Linked DNA regions of Mus musculus: region 2 is linked to region 1. Evidence: chromatin contacts called from public Hi-C data. All regions are on one chromosome and are shown on one strand. Each heading gives the region's core, a stretch centred on a gene start, on an enhancer-like site or on the middle of the called end of the contact. The rest is flanking DNA. Distances are from core to core; before and after follow the strand shown. Region 1 has its middle 35 kb from the start of Xiap. Region 2 overlaps Xiap (X-linked inhibitor of apoptosis).

Region 1 (6,394 bases), core at 1,268-3,767:
TTAGGAGGCAGAGGACAAGGTCTTCTGTCAAACTCAGGTGGGGTATGGGTCCAACGTTTGCTTATGTGGGTACCTACAAGGTTAGGGCAGTGTGAGAGAGTAATTTCCCTACAACCCTATTTCTTTTTATCATTATTATTATTATTATTATTATTATTATTATTATTATTATTTTGGTTTTTCGAGACAGGGTTTCTCTGTATAGCCCTGGCTGTCCTGGAACTCACTCTGTAGACCAGGCTGGCCTCGAACTCAGAAATCCACCTGCCTCTGCCTCCCAAGTGCTGGGATTAAAGGCGTACGCCACCACAGCCAGTTTCTTTTCATCATTATTAATTATGGCCTGGAGAGATGATGGCTCAGCATCTTGTGTTCTGTTCCTAGCACATACATGGTGGTTCACAACTACCTGGAAGTTCTCCAAGTACCAGGTACACATGGGTGCACACATAAATGTAACTCAGAACACTCATATGCATACAAACAGCTAAAGAAGTTTTAAACCATTAACTTGAAAGGCAGTTTTGCGCAGGGAATACTGACAACTTTCACCCCTCACTTCCTTATCTCCCCACAGAAGCTTTCTGGCTCTTTCATGACTCTTTGTTTTGTGATCCACTGGGATTAACCAGGGCTTTCAGGGCTGACCTCGGATTTGAGGTATCTCTTGAAGCCTGGTGGACTTGGCAATAGGTACACAATTAAAGATGCTGGCTCTCCTGTTGGAAGCCGCCCTCACATTTGCCATTATAAGATGGCGCTGACAGCTGTGTTCTAAGTGGTAAACATAATCTGCACACGTGCAGGGGCAGTTTTCCCGCCATGTGTTCTGCCTTTCCCGTGATGACAACTGAGCCGATGGGCTGCAGCCAATCAGGGAGTGATACGTCCTAGGCGAAGGATAACTCTCCTAAATAGGGACGGGGTTTCGCTTTCGTTTTTTGGGTTTGAGTTTTGCACTCTTGCTCCTGAAGATGTAAGCAATAAAGTTTTGCCGCAGAAGATTCTGGTTTGTTGTGTCTTTCCTGGCCGGTCGTGAGAACGCGGGTAAGACTCTCCTTCTTCCAGGGTCTTGTCAATAAATAGCCAGTATTTCATAGGTAAAGAGTGAGGTCCTGAGAGCCCCTCCTCCTTCCTTGACTCACTGAGAGGGCTTGTCTTGTATGTATCCACTACAAGTAACTAAGTTGTCAGTCAATAACTGGAGCAGTTGTATACAATCTAAAGACTGGCACTTCATATCCCTTCATCTTAGCTGCCAGCTATTCCAGACTTCCTGTCCCCCTTTCCACAATGCTCCTTGAGCCTTGCAAGGGATTATATGTCTTCTTTAGAGTCGTGTCCACAACAAGCCTATTTCTTAATTGTTGATAGTAAGGACAGCAGAAGTCTTGGGTGGAAGGAAGGATGCAGCCCTCCCTCACTACAGCATGATTTGCAGGAAATAGGAGAAGTTTTGGGGTAACGGGCTGTTAGTTCTTAGCGTCTTTATGTTGCTGTAGAAATTGATTTGCTTCCTCTAGCCACCACGTCATTGTCAAGAGAGAGAGAGAGAAGGAATTAATGGTAACTTGACAACTTTGGCCTTTGCAGTCTGATGCTTTCCGTTTTTGTTATTTTGTTCTTTCTGGAGGACAGGTTTCCCTTTCTCAATCAACGCCTCCGGATTTTCTCAGAAGGCTTTAGGCTGGTGTGTAGCTGAGTGGTAGAGTCTTGTGCTTAGCATATGAAAACACTAGGCATTCCGTTCTCAGCACCAAAAGAAAACGTTGAGAAGAGATCTTTTCTGTGTGAGGGAAAGAGCTCTTAAAAAGTGGTTGGGCGTTACCAATGGTTACAGCCACGTCTCTGTCCAGATAGAGCAGACTAAATCAATATTTCCTCTTCAGAATGCTGTCTGAACAAGGCCTATTCCTGTTTGGGTATGCCACATGTTATAAGACATTAGGAAAAATTAAGGCTAACATTCACAAAGTCAATAACCCACAGGAAACCTGTGGATTGCTTAAAAATAAAATAACCTGTTGGAAGCCTGAAAAAAAAAACGCCAACGTTAAAAAAATACTAGGCACTTGGGAAATTAAATATGCAGCTTAGTTAGCTGCAGAGTCAAAGAAGCTATTGTAAAAAGGAAAAAAGATGTCTTTCAAAAATGGAACTTGAGTTTCTGACGGGGAGAATGGGAGATTAGAGGAACGTGGCAGCTTGGATACTAAGGGAAAATACATGAACTCAGAAAAGAATGATGACTCCTTTGCTAGGGACTCTAATTCTTCTTTCTGAAACACAGCTGAGAAAATGCCAGCTAGAAAATCAGTGGGATTAAAGAGATGACAAGGGGATGGGATGTGTGGCCACGGGCTGGGAGGTGGTGTTTTCAGGTTGCTGGTGGCTTAAATGAAAGGGCTGAGATAAAGCCTTGTGAGAGGTGACTGAGTAAACACGTCTTATCTTTCCTTCTCTCGCAGCCTATACTTTCTCCTAAGGGGACCAGGGACAGGACAGGGACAAATAATTGCGTCCTTGTACTTTACCCCTTGCTGGTGCTGGATCGGACCATCGACTAGGCCACGGCTGCCTAGAAGGGTTTAGCTGTGGGAGGCTGCCACCTGGTGGTCAGATATGGGAGGTGCAGAAGAATTCATAGGGGCCTCCTACCTTTTTTGTTTACTGGCCATCTAATGTGAGCTGTTTGCTTAAAGGAATTATCTCATTTAAATGTCATGACACATAATCACACCTATCACTCCAGCACTCAGGGAGCTGAAACAGGAGGATTGCTTAGAGTTCAGACCTGAGCTAGAATATGACACCTTTAATTAAAAAAAAAATGGAGGAGGTTGGAAATACAGGTCAGTTGGTAGAACGCCTGCCTGTCATGCATAAAACCTTTGGTTCAATACCCAATACTTCAGAAAACAGGTGTGATGACATACACCTATAATCCCAAGGCTTGGAAGGTAGAGGCAGGGTCAGGAGTTCAAGGTCATCCTTGGCTACTTCAAGACTAGCCTGGGCTATAGAGGACCATGCCTCAGAAAACCAAAAAGTAGAAATAAATACCAAACAAAAAATCCAATAAAATTAATTAATTAAAAAAATAAGCCTGTCTCATAGCAATCGTAGTAGGCTTGGTGGGTGAGACCTGGCATGCCAATCCTTGGGAAGCAGAAAGAGAACTGCCTTGAGATCCAGGCTAGCCCAGATGACAGAGCGATACTCTTGTATCCAAAACCAAACCAAACCCCCCCAACAATCTCTTACTGTGGGTATCACTGTCACTTGATACATGAATGATCTATATTAAACTGTTAAGGTAATTAAAGTTATTAGTATATAGCTCAATTGCTATAATGCTTGTCTAGCATGCTTGAGAGGGGCAAGAGAAGTGCCTTTTATTTAGGGCTATATGAAGATGAAAAGGATGAGAGAAGAACTGTCACCAGTGAAATGATGTCTAAAAAGAAGAGGAAGGAGTCAGGATCCATCAGCATAGAGGCTGTAGTTGTACAGATAAAATCCAAGTCATAACTGTGGTTAACTTTCCTTGGGAATGGTGGAGTTTGCAAAGTGGGGAGTACCTTTAAAAGGCTGAAAGGTAAAAAGCCCTCTGTAGTAAGCTACCGTTTGAGTCTTGACAATTAAAAGATGGGTGTGTGTGCACATGCTAGAGGTGTTACTATATGCCTGGGTATGTGATGCTAGGGACCCAGCCCAGGGCTTAGTACCAGTGAGGCGGGATCCAGGAGGAAGTGAGGAAGGCAGAGTCATGAACTTGGAAAACAGACTCTGCACCAGCAAGTGGCAAGGTACAGGTCTACTTGACTGAGCAGCAACAAGCATTTCTTTGTTTTGTTTTGTTTTGGCTTGTTTTTTTTTTTTTTTTTTTTTTTTTTACACAGCCATTGGTCCAATGGGGAATCAACACGAGCTCTGGAATAGCCAACCATCCACTGGAACTATGGGGAGGTTCCAGGCTGCCAGCACCAGAGGACACTTCCATAAAGCCAGCGGAAGCAGCCACCGCCCTATTCCCGGCCCATTCTGGGGTTCCACTAGTTTGCAAGAATCCTCTATTTTGTGGCACACTGTATGTCAGTGGACATGGACACTGATACTCTTAAGGCAGTATGGAACCTCCCTCACTGTCCGCAGAGCCATCGCACACGCAAGGTCCATCCTTAGCCCTGCTCAGCAGTTCTTTGGATGGCAGCTCCGATCTTCCTTGGAAGCTTGTTGTTTTCTTTTATAATCCCTGTCTCTCATTTTCCTTCATGTAAACATGTGTGTGTGTGTGTCTGCTGGGAATAGAACTGAGAGCTTTGCACATGCTAGGCAAGTGTTCAGTCAGGGTTTTAGTTGTTGTTGTTATTCTTGTTGTTTTGTTTTGTCAGCTTTGCAGGAGGAATCTGGGAAGAGGAAACCTCAGTTGAGCAAATGCCCCCATCAGGCTGGCCTGTAGGGGACTTCATGAATTTTCATGAATGATGTTTGGTGGGAAAGAGCCCATTCTACTGTGAGTATTGCCCCCACTGGCTAGTGGGCCTGGATGGTATAAGAAAAGCAACTGAGAGAGCTATGAGGAGTGAGCTACTTGGTAACATTCCTCCATGGCCTCTGGTTTAGTTCCTGGGTCCACGTTCATGCCTTGAGTTCCTGCCCTGACTTCCTTTAATGATGGACTTTAGACTATAAGATGAAATAAAACCTTTGCTCCCCAAGTTGCTTTTAGTCATGGTGTTTGCCACAGCAACAGAAAGGAGACCAAAACAACATGTGCTGTACCACTGAGCATATCTACACCTTCTTAGGCATCTCTTTTTAAAAATTTAAATAAGATTTATTTTTCTATGTATGAGTGGTCTTCCTACATGTATGTGTGTGTACCATAAATCTGCCTTTTTGTCCCCAGAGGTCATAGGAGGGCATCAGATCCTCTGGAATTGAAGTAACAGCTGCTTGTGAGCCACCATGTGGATGCTGAAAACTGAACCCAGGTCCTCTGCAAGAGCAAGAAGCGTTCTTAACCACTGAGACATCTCTCTAGCACTTTAAACATCTCTTGTCACCCTTAAAGGTTCCATTAACCCCCCCCCCTCTCTCTCCTCTGTTTCTGGATCTGCTCATTTGACATTTTTCATAACTGCAATAAATGAAACAAAACAATTGAAAGCCCATAGAGATCTTGAAGTAGATAACCTGAAGCAGCTTTGTTGGTTGGCCTTGTTCTTCTTGTTCTTTTCCTGTAGGATAAAGGATGTAATTGTTGGCTGAAATTGAAGGACTAATTCATCCATAAAAGGTTAGTGTGCCCACCAAATGAGAGAGCAGATATGAATCAGCAAGCATAATGCATGGCTGAATAAGGCAGAATGTTGACAAAGTGTCCCATGTCCATTGGACTTGGTGCTACATAATTGTAGTCCCAGCACTTGAGAGGCTGAAGCAGGAAAACTGAGGCGATCCTGAGCTACATATCAATATACCATTACAAACACCCAAAGCAGGCCTTGTGGAGAGCTTAAAGTCCTGGTTGGGCATGGCTATAGTAGAGGCAACTTACAAAGGTTGGTCAAGGCTCTATAACTGAGAATGTGGAATGGGTGGAGCAGGGGTGGTAGACATGGGTCCTAGGCAGGGATAAGTGAACAGACAGAAGCAGCCATCTGAGAAAGCAAAAACCCATTAGCCACAAAAGCTTATGCAAAGCACCGAGGTCTATTCCATGGATTAAATAGCCAGTTTAAAGAAAAGCACAGATGCTGGCCAAGTACTTCCTAACCAGGTTGCTTTAGTCCCTAGATAGGTCTTTGAGAGCCATCCATTATGATCCGTTACAGAATCTAGAAGGTCTCACTTTGGTCCAGGGTCTAGGCAGTATGATTAAGTCTCTTACATAAATCAGTAAATAGGAAAAGGAAAGAGGGGAAATGAGGACAGTTGGTGATCAAGAAGGAGAACTGGTTGAAGGACTTTAGGATAATAGACGGCCTAGTTTTCACTGTGAGTAGAAGCACATGCCTGAAATAAGCACTTGGAAGGTGGAGACAGGGGGTACAGGCCAGCCTTGATTACCTAGTGGGTTTCAGGCCAACAGTGTACATGAGACCCTGCCCCCTAGTTGAAAAAGGGGGCATATCTGAGGACGGGAGAGATGGCTCAACAGTTAAGAGAACTTGCTGCTCTTGCAGAGGACCAAGTTTTGATTCTCATCACCCACATAGTGTCTCACATCACCTCTAATTTCAGTTCCATTGGACTCTATGCCCTCTTCTGACCTCCATGGACATGCAAGTGGTCCACATACTACATACATTAGAAAAACATTCAGGGGCTGCCGAGATGGCTCCGTGGTTAAGAGCACTGACTGCTTTTCTGAAGGTCCTGAGTTCAA
Region 2 (6,394 bases), core at 1,638-4,137, 74 kb before region 1:
TAGCCCAAATTTAATGTATCTTTAAAAAGATTCATTCCCTTTTTATTTCATTTCATTTTTTGAACAGGGTGGCAGCAGGTTTCTCTATGTAACCCTGGCTATCTTAGAATTCAGAGATCTGCCTGCCTCTGCCTCCTGAGTACTGGGATTAAAGTCATGGACATACCACCTGGCTGATATGTGCAGTGTATCACAGAATGGGGTATGTGCCTGTGTGTGGTCCAGGAGGTAAGGGTACCTGGTGGCACACGCCTTTAATCCCAGCACTCCGAAGGCAGAGGCAGGCGGATTTCTGAGATAGAGGACAGCCAGGGCTATACAGAGAAACCCTGTCCCCTGTCTCGGAAAACCAATAATAATAATAATAATAAAATGAATAAAAATAAAAAATTAAGTCTTGGATTTGATTCTCAATGCTTCATATACCGGGTAGTCACAGCACTAAGGAAGTAGAGGAGAGAGGATCAGAAGAAATCCAAGGCCGCCCTTATCCATACGGAATTTAAGGCCAGTAGCCTGGGTTGATACATGAGATCCTCTCAACAAAACAAATCAAATACAAAGAAGATAACATTTTAAAGAATAGTGCTTTATTGAATAAGTCTTATTCACAGAAAAATAAGCTTTAATCTACAACAAATGACAGATTATAGAGCAGAAAGCAATTCCATAAAGGAGTTTCCATAAACGAGTCATAAAATTATATTCACAAATATAGTACAACACATGACAAAAGAATTGGTCTTTTTTTTTTTCAGGTAAAGTATAACAAAAATGCCAAAACAGAAATTACACGAAAGCCATTATTACATCAAAATGCAAATTTGTTGGTAAGTATAGACAGTGATAAAATATACTTACAGAGTAATCTTAAATGCTCATTAATAATACATAAGCACATAGTAAATGCCAAACAGCTGTACTCACATCTGCAAATTTCAGCCTCCAAAAGAGAACTTTACCACTCAAGCATTACTGTCATATTGTTTAATTTGAAAGTATCAGCAACCGTCTTACTGTAGAAACTACAAAGCACCACTTACTGTGCCCTGATAAGAGTGTAATAGAATGAAGAGTTGACAAACACCTGAGACTTCCAGTAAGGAATCTATCACTAATCAGCTATATAGCTTCGGGCCAATCACCTTTCCTTTAAGTTGCCTCAACAATAAAATGAAGGTGGTGGTGGTAGTGTGAATAAGTGACTTTCTAAGGTCATTTCTAGCTCTGATAGTCAGTGATTTTATTATATAAGGAAGAAATCTACATTGCACTAAATGTTTCAGAGCCAAACTAAAATATTAAGATGGTAATAAGTTGACTGTTTCTATTGGAAAAAATTCGACTGAATTTAGTAAGAATACTTTCTCTAATTTTTGAAAAGGTAATTTAAATATTTTTAAAGGGTTGAACTATTTATTACAATTTATAGCTTTGTTACAAGAAGCATCCAGAGAAACAAATAATAGTGAGTAAAAGTTAACATAAAGAGTTTCATTTAAGCTTTAAAGATTACTTTTATTTTATGTGTACTTGTGTATGACTGTGTATGTATACACACATGCATGCACCCCTGAAGGCCAAAAGAGGGCACCAGAGCTACATGTGTCTTTGTCCATGTGGGTGCTGGGAACTGAACCTAAGTCCTCTGAAAAAGCAGCAAGTACTCTTAACTGAGTAATAGTTCTGGGCCTCTTTTAAGCTTTAGTCTAAGATCTTCCATCAAGACAAAGCCATGGAGGATTCTAAGTTGTAGGATGAGAGTTAACACTTAAGAGTATATAAGATGTTCTTGTGTTAACACTCTTGGTCTTCTCTCTTTTGTGTATGTGTCTGGGTGTAAGTGGTTACCTGCCATGTTACATGTGTGGAGGCAGCAGATAACTTGTGGATGTTGGTGGGCTCTCACCTTCCCACTTTGTTTACCATGGTGCCTCTTCATTAATACATAAGCCATTAACTGACCATGAGCTTTGGGGCATTCTCCTAGCTACTTCCTGTTTCATGTAGGCATTCTGGGATTACAGGTGCTTGGGCTAGTGCGCTCAGCTTTTTGTTTGTTTTGTTTTCTTTTATGAATAAGACAGGGTTCCCTGTCCTGGAACTCACTCTGTAGATCAGGCTGGCTTCAAACCCAGATATGTCTACCCCTGCCTCCCAAATGCTGGGATTAAAGGAGTGCACTAACCATGACCTGGCTGCTTTTATGCCCGTTCTGGGGATCTGAATTCAGGTTGTCAAGCCTATTTTTGACTAGTTCTTTCCTTCACTGATGGCTACCTTTTTAAAAAGAGAAGATGTGACTAAAATGTGAAGTATTTCTCTACCCACTTTCTTGCTTCTCTCATAGCAGTGACAGACAGGCTACTCCATCTCTCCTCTTCCTTTATCCAGTATCTGGGGACTCAGAAGTCCAGGAAGACTTAGGTCTAATGGGAACAATGCATGCAGCTAAGGTTGCAGTGGCACTTTCCATTCAGAGAGCTCAAAATATAAATCTTACTAAAATAAAAAACAGAGCAACACACTGTGACTAACAAGACAACAAACTGTCCTACCCCAGCGAATCACATTGTAGTCACTCCACTCACCTCACCTCTACCCCTAACTACAGGAAGAGGCAAAAGTCTAGGAGGAAAGACAATACTTTAATAAATGCTAAACACTCACACACATCTTGATCAACACAGTAAATAACAAATGAAAGTAACTATTACAAAATAACTTCAAAATTCACATGACTAATATGTAGTAAAACGGGTGGTTACTTCAAAATTCTAGAATGAACTTTATACAGCAAAAGACCATCAGCACGCAGACACTGAACTCTCTCAGGGGTGGTGATTCAGAGCCGGTTATTCTGTGACCTTCCGAGTGACCATTTTTTACACAACCATACTGGAAAGGATCCAGTACCTTTTTTTTTTTAGTGTGATTTCAGACCAGCTCTGCTAAGTCTCCAATAATTTGATTAGAGTTGGAGTGCTGTGATTTTAAGAACCCGAAGCAACAGCATTTTCTAAACAATTCCTAAAATAAACTTGTTAGCCACATCAGCTCCATGAATTCAATTTCGCAACTCATGAAGACAAGAAAAGAGGTCTTGCTTAACTCTCAGCACACAGGTTTTAAAAGAGTTTTAATGAACTGAGGCTCTGAGAACAAGAAAAGTGTTATTTGAAAACATTCAGTCCTTGAGTCCTAGGCTAAGGACTAGATTAAACAAACTACCTATATGACTTGTACCTGAAGTGCCTTGGAAACAATTTTTAAAACTATTCCCTGGCAGAATGCTTGAAATATAAATTGAAATTGAAATCTTAGTCAACTTAGATCAAATGTAACCTAATGATCATATAACTAAATCTAAGCAGAAGGCAGTATACAGAACTAAGGATTTTCATGAAGAAGACAGAGAGAGAGAGAGAGAGAGAGACAGTCAGTTACTTAATTCTGTTGGTTTCTATTTAAATTTGCAATTAAAATAACATCACTTACCATAGTAGTCAACAGAGGTTAGGAGAACCTAACAATACTCTTTCTCTTAGAAAATACAACAAAAAGTCTAAATTGTAACAGTTTCACTCTCAAACTGTTCTCTGTAGTAAAATAGACCAGTCTTTACAAGAGGTCTCTCATGATAATTACTTAAGGTAAATCCCGTGTTCTATGAAGCACTTTAGCTTTTGATTGTATTCATATTGACTTATACAAGTTGTTAAAAATATTCAAACAACCACTCTTCTCAGTATGTTACAATTTCCAAGGTTTTAAGGATCTTCAGAAAATATTTTTAAAGTATCCACTACCATTACTAGTCATGAAAACAAACAAACATAAAACAATCAAAGACTGAACATTTTGTACTATATACATCTTAACCATCCTAACATCGAAACCTACATGAAACTTGTAGGACACAGAATGACACTGAGAAAGAATCTCAACACGGAGAGCCAACACTAAAACTACAAGCCATATACACCAGGCGTCTACATTTACCTACGTAAGCGGACAGATGGTTACAATACTGGGTTAACAAAGATCTTTTAGTAAAGTGACTTAGGCAGGCTTCAACTAGCAAGGATTAAGGGTGAATCCTTACTAATTAATTGGAAGATCTGAGACATATTTTATATTTCATTTTACAAAATCAGAAATAGTTATTTTGAAACAAGATAAAAAGACATGATCTACCTGTCAGAAAACTACCACTCAGAAATATTTTTCATCCACAAAGCAGGTAAAATAAAAACATTTAAAGTTCACATTGGCACCAGAAAAGTTAACTGGCCTGCCTTCCTGGATTAGAAAAACTAAAACTGAGCGATAAGTAGTTTTGCAGACGTTTGAACATGCCTAAGCCTTTAAATCAGCAACATATTTACTAAGAACTCTGATTATAAAAGTAATACATACTTATAAAACCTTTAAACAGAAAAAAATGAAAAAATAAAGTGAAGGGCTCTATAAGCCCCTCTAAGACCCACCCCCCACCCCCTGAAGAAAAAATACATTTAAGAGTGTGATACTTATATTTTCAAACCTTTTTGTCCTGTACAGATACAAAATACACACAAGCTGATTTGGCTCCAACTAGATACAGTGTTTTGCCATTTGTATTTTACACTTAACTATATCTGTGTTGCCTTTCCATGTCAGTACATGCTGGTTAGATGGTAGTCTACCATTCAATATCTTTTAGGAGATGACGAAATCACTTAAAAATACTCATATAAGTACATTTATAACTCCAATAAATTCCAAGTAAATGGGCAGAATCCTAAAACACAGAAGTGAGCATCTAAAACAATCTTTATCCTCCCAGCAGCGTGGGGCAGTTCTTTCCGTGTTTACAATAAGCCAATTAAAGTCATTGGGCAGATTCCATCACATCTCCATGCTTATACAGAACACTCCATTTGTTAAGCTTATGCAAAAGGCATGAAACATGCAGGTGATGAATTCACTTACATATAGAAATCAAGTCAGTGTACTACCAATATACATGTGAAAAGCTATAAAATGCTTCTCTGTCTAAGGTTTCAATCGAGTAAAACACTGGCTAAATGATACAGCTGATAACTCGAAAGATCCAGAAATTGAATGTTTAGACGGAAACAGTGCTGTTAGCATTGGTCTCCATTTGGAAACAGCAGATGCTAATGGAATGCAATGCAGATTACTTAAAGTTCGCTCCCATCACACATTCAATTAGAGCAAGAAGAACATAACATGTGGTGCCCCACTAAGACATAAAAATTTTTTGCTTGAACGTAATGACGGTGTAGCACATGGGACATTTGTCAACTGCTTCTGCACACTGTTTACAAGTGACCAGATGTCCACAAGGAACAAAAACGATAGCAATATTTCTATCCATACAGATTTTGCAAAGCTTCTCCTCTTGTAGGCGCCTTAGCTGCTCTTCAGTACTAATGTCTGTGTAAAAAGAAAAACAACATATACTAATTTTTGGTTTTGTTGTTTAAATTCGTTGAAACATTGAACCCCCTCCTGTGTCCCAGACACTCAAGTCCTGGGAGACACGAAAATGACTCAGACATAGCAGCAATTCTTAAGTAGCTTGTGTGCTAGTGGGAGAGGCTGTGAGATACAGCCAGAGAGGGTAAGAACAAAGTAGAACATACTATAATCAAGTTACATACAGAGTGCTCTGGGGCAAAATGAACAAGTTCTTCTGTCTGGGTGGCTAGGGAAGGCATCGTGATAAGCAGGACTGCAGTGGTGTGGCAACAAATGACCAGGCAGAAAAAGCAAAGATGAGGGAACTGTACAAACATGTTGAAAGGCATGGGTAATTCCAGGAAGGGGTCTATTTGAAGGCTGCTTCTACTGTGGGACAGGTAGGATTTAGTGCTTCGATGTGAGGGCTGAAGAGAGAAAGCGCAGGTAAAGTTAGTTGGGTTTGTCAGGGTTAAGGAGGCAGTGAGAACTATTGGAAATAGAGAAGAAGGTAAAGGCTTTACAGTTGCAAGTACATTTAAGATGTTGGCAGGCTATCCACACAAAAACATTTGGGTGTAATTAGAGGATACTGAAGTAGCTGCATAGCTGAACCTTTGCCAAAACAGATTTTGTGAAATGCTAACAAATATGCCACAAAACTATGATTTGTAGTCATATATGATAACAGCAACAATAATCAACAGTAATAGAACATAAATATTATATGCTGGGCATTATTCCAAATAAATTACATATTTTAACTATATTTGTAATCACTGTACACTAATGGTTTATAAATCTGGCTTCAAATGAGAATTGGAAGGTTTTTCCCCCTTTGGGATGTGTGTGTGTGTGTGTGTGTGTGGGGGGGGGTGGTTAGCATCCTGAAAATTCAGGATACTGTATACCATTCATTGTGCCACAT

The links. A called contact is a pair of places that touch in the nucleus more often than the background predicts.
Region 2: a contact with region 1 is called in a Hi-C map of liver, with 5 times the contacts expected there. The contact joins two enhancer-like sites. A contact is called at or near these places in 1 of 39 promoter capture datasets (embryonic stem cells), 2 of 15 datasets of contacts at CTCF or cohesin (embryonic stem cells and pro-B cells), 20 of 484 Hi-C or Micro-C datasets (the AML12 cell line, Sertoli cells, cerebral cortex and 7 more), 5 of 115 datasets of contacts at active chromatin or transcription factors (CD8 T cells, bone marrow-derived dendritic cells, embryonic stem cells and 1 more) and 4 of 9 other capture datasets (adipose tissue, embryonic stem cells, liver and 1 more).

The regions. Positions count from the first base shown.
Region 1 is chrX:42,029,489-42,035,882 of GRCm38.p6, reverse strand. No RefSeq gene overlaps it. Among named protein-coding and RNA genes, the nearest start is that of Xiap, 35 kb to the left of the region's middle. Within about 2 kb of position 2,517, at least 44 of the 459 cell types and tissues checked have an H3K27ac peak or open chromatin away from gene starts, as enhancers often do. A contact at or near this core is called in adipose tissue and liver, where this site is marked.
Region 2 is chrX:42,103,839-42,110,232 of GRCm38.p6, reverse strand. Xiap (X-linked inhibitor of apoptosis) reads right to left here. Exons shown (of 8, transcript NM_009688.3): 8 at 569-5,442. The coding sequence ends at 5,249. Among named protein-coding and RNA genes, the nearest start is that of Xiap, 39 kb to the right of the region's middle. Within about 2 kb of position 2,887, at least 11 of the 459 cell types and tissues checked have an H3K27ac peak or open chromatin away from gene starts, as enhancers often do. A contact at or near this core is called in adipose tissue and liver, where this site is marked.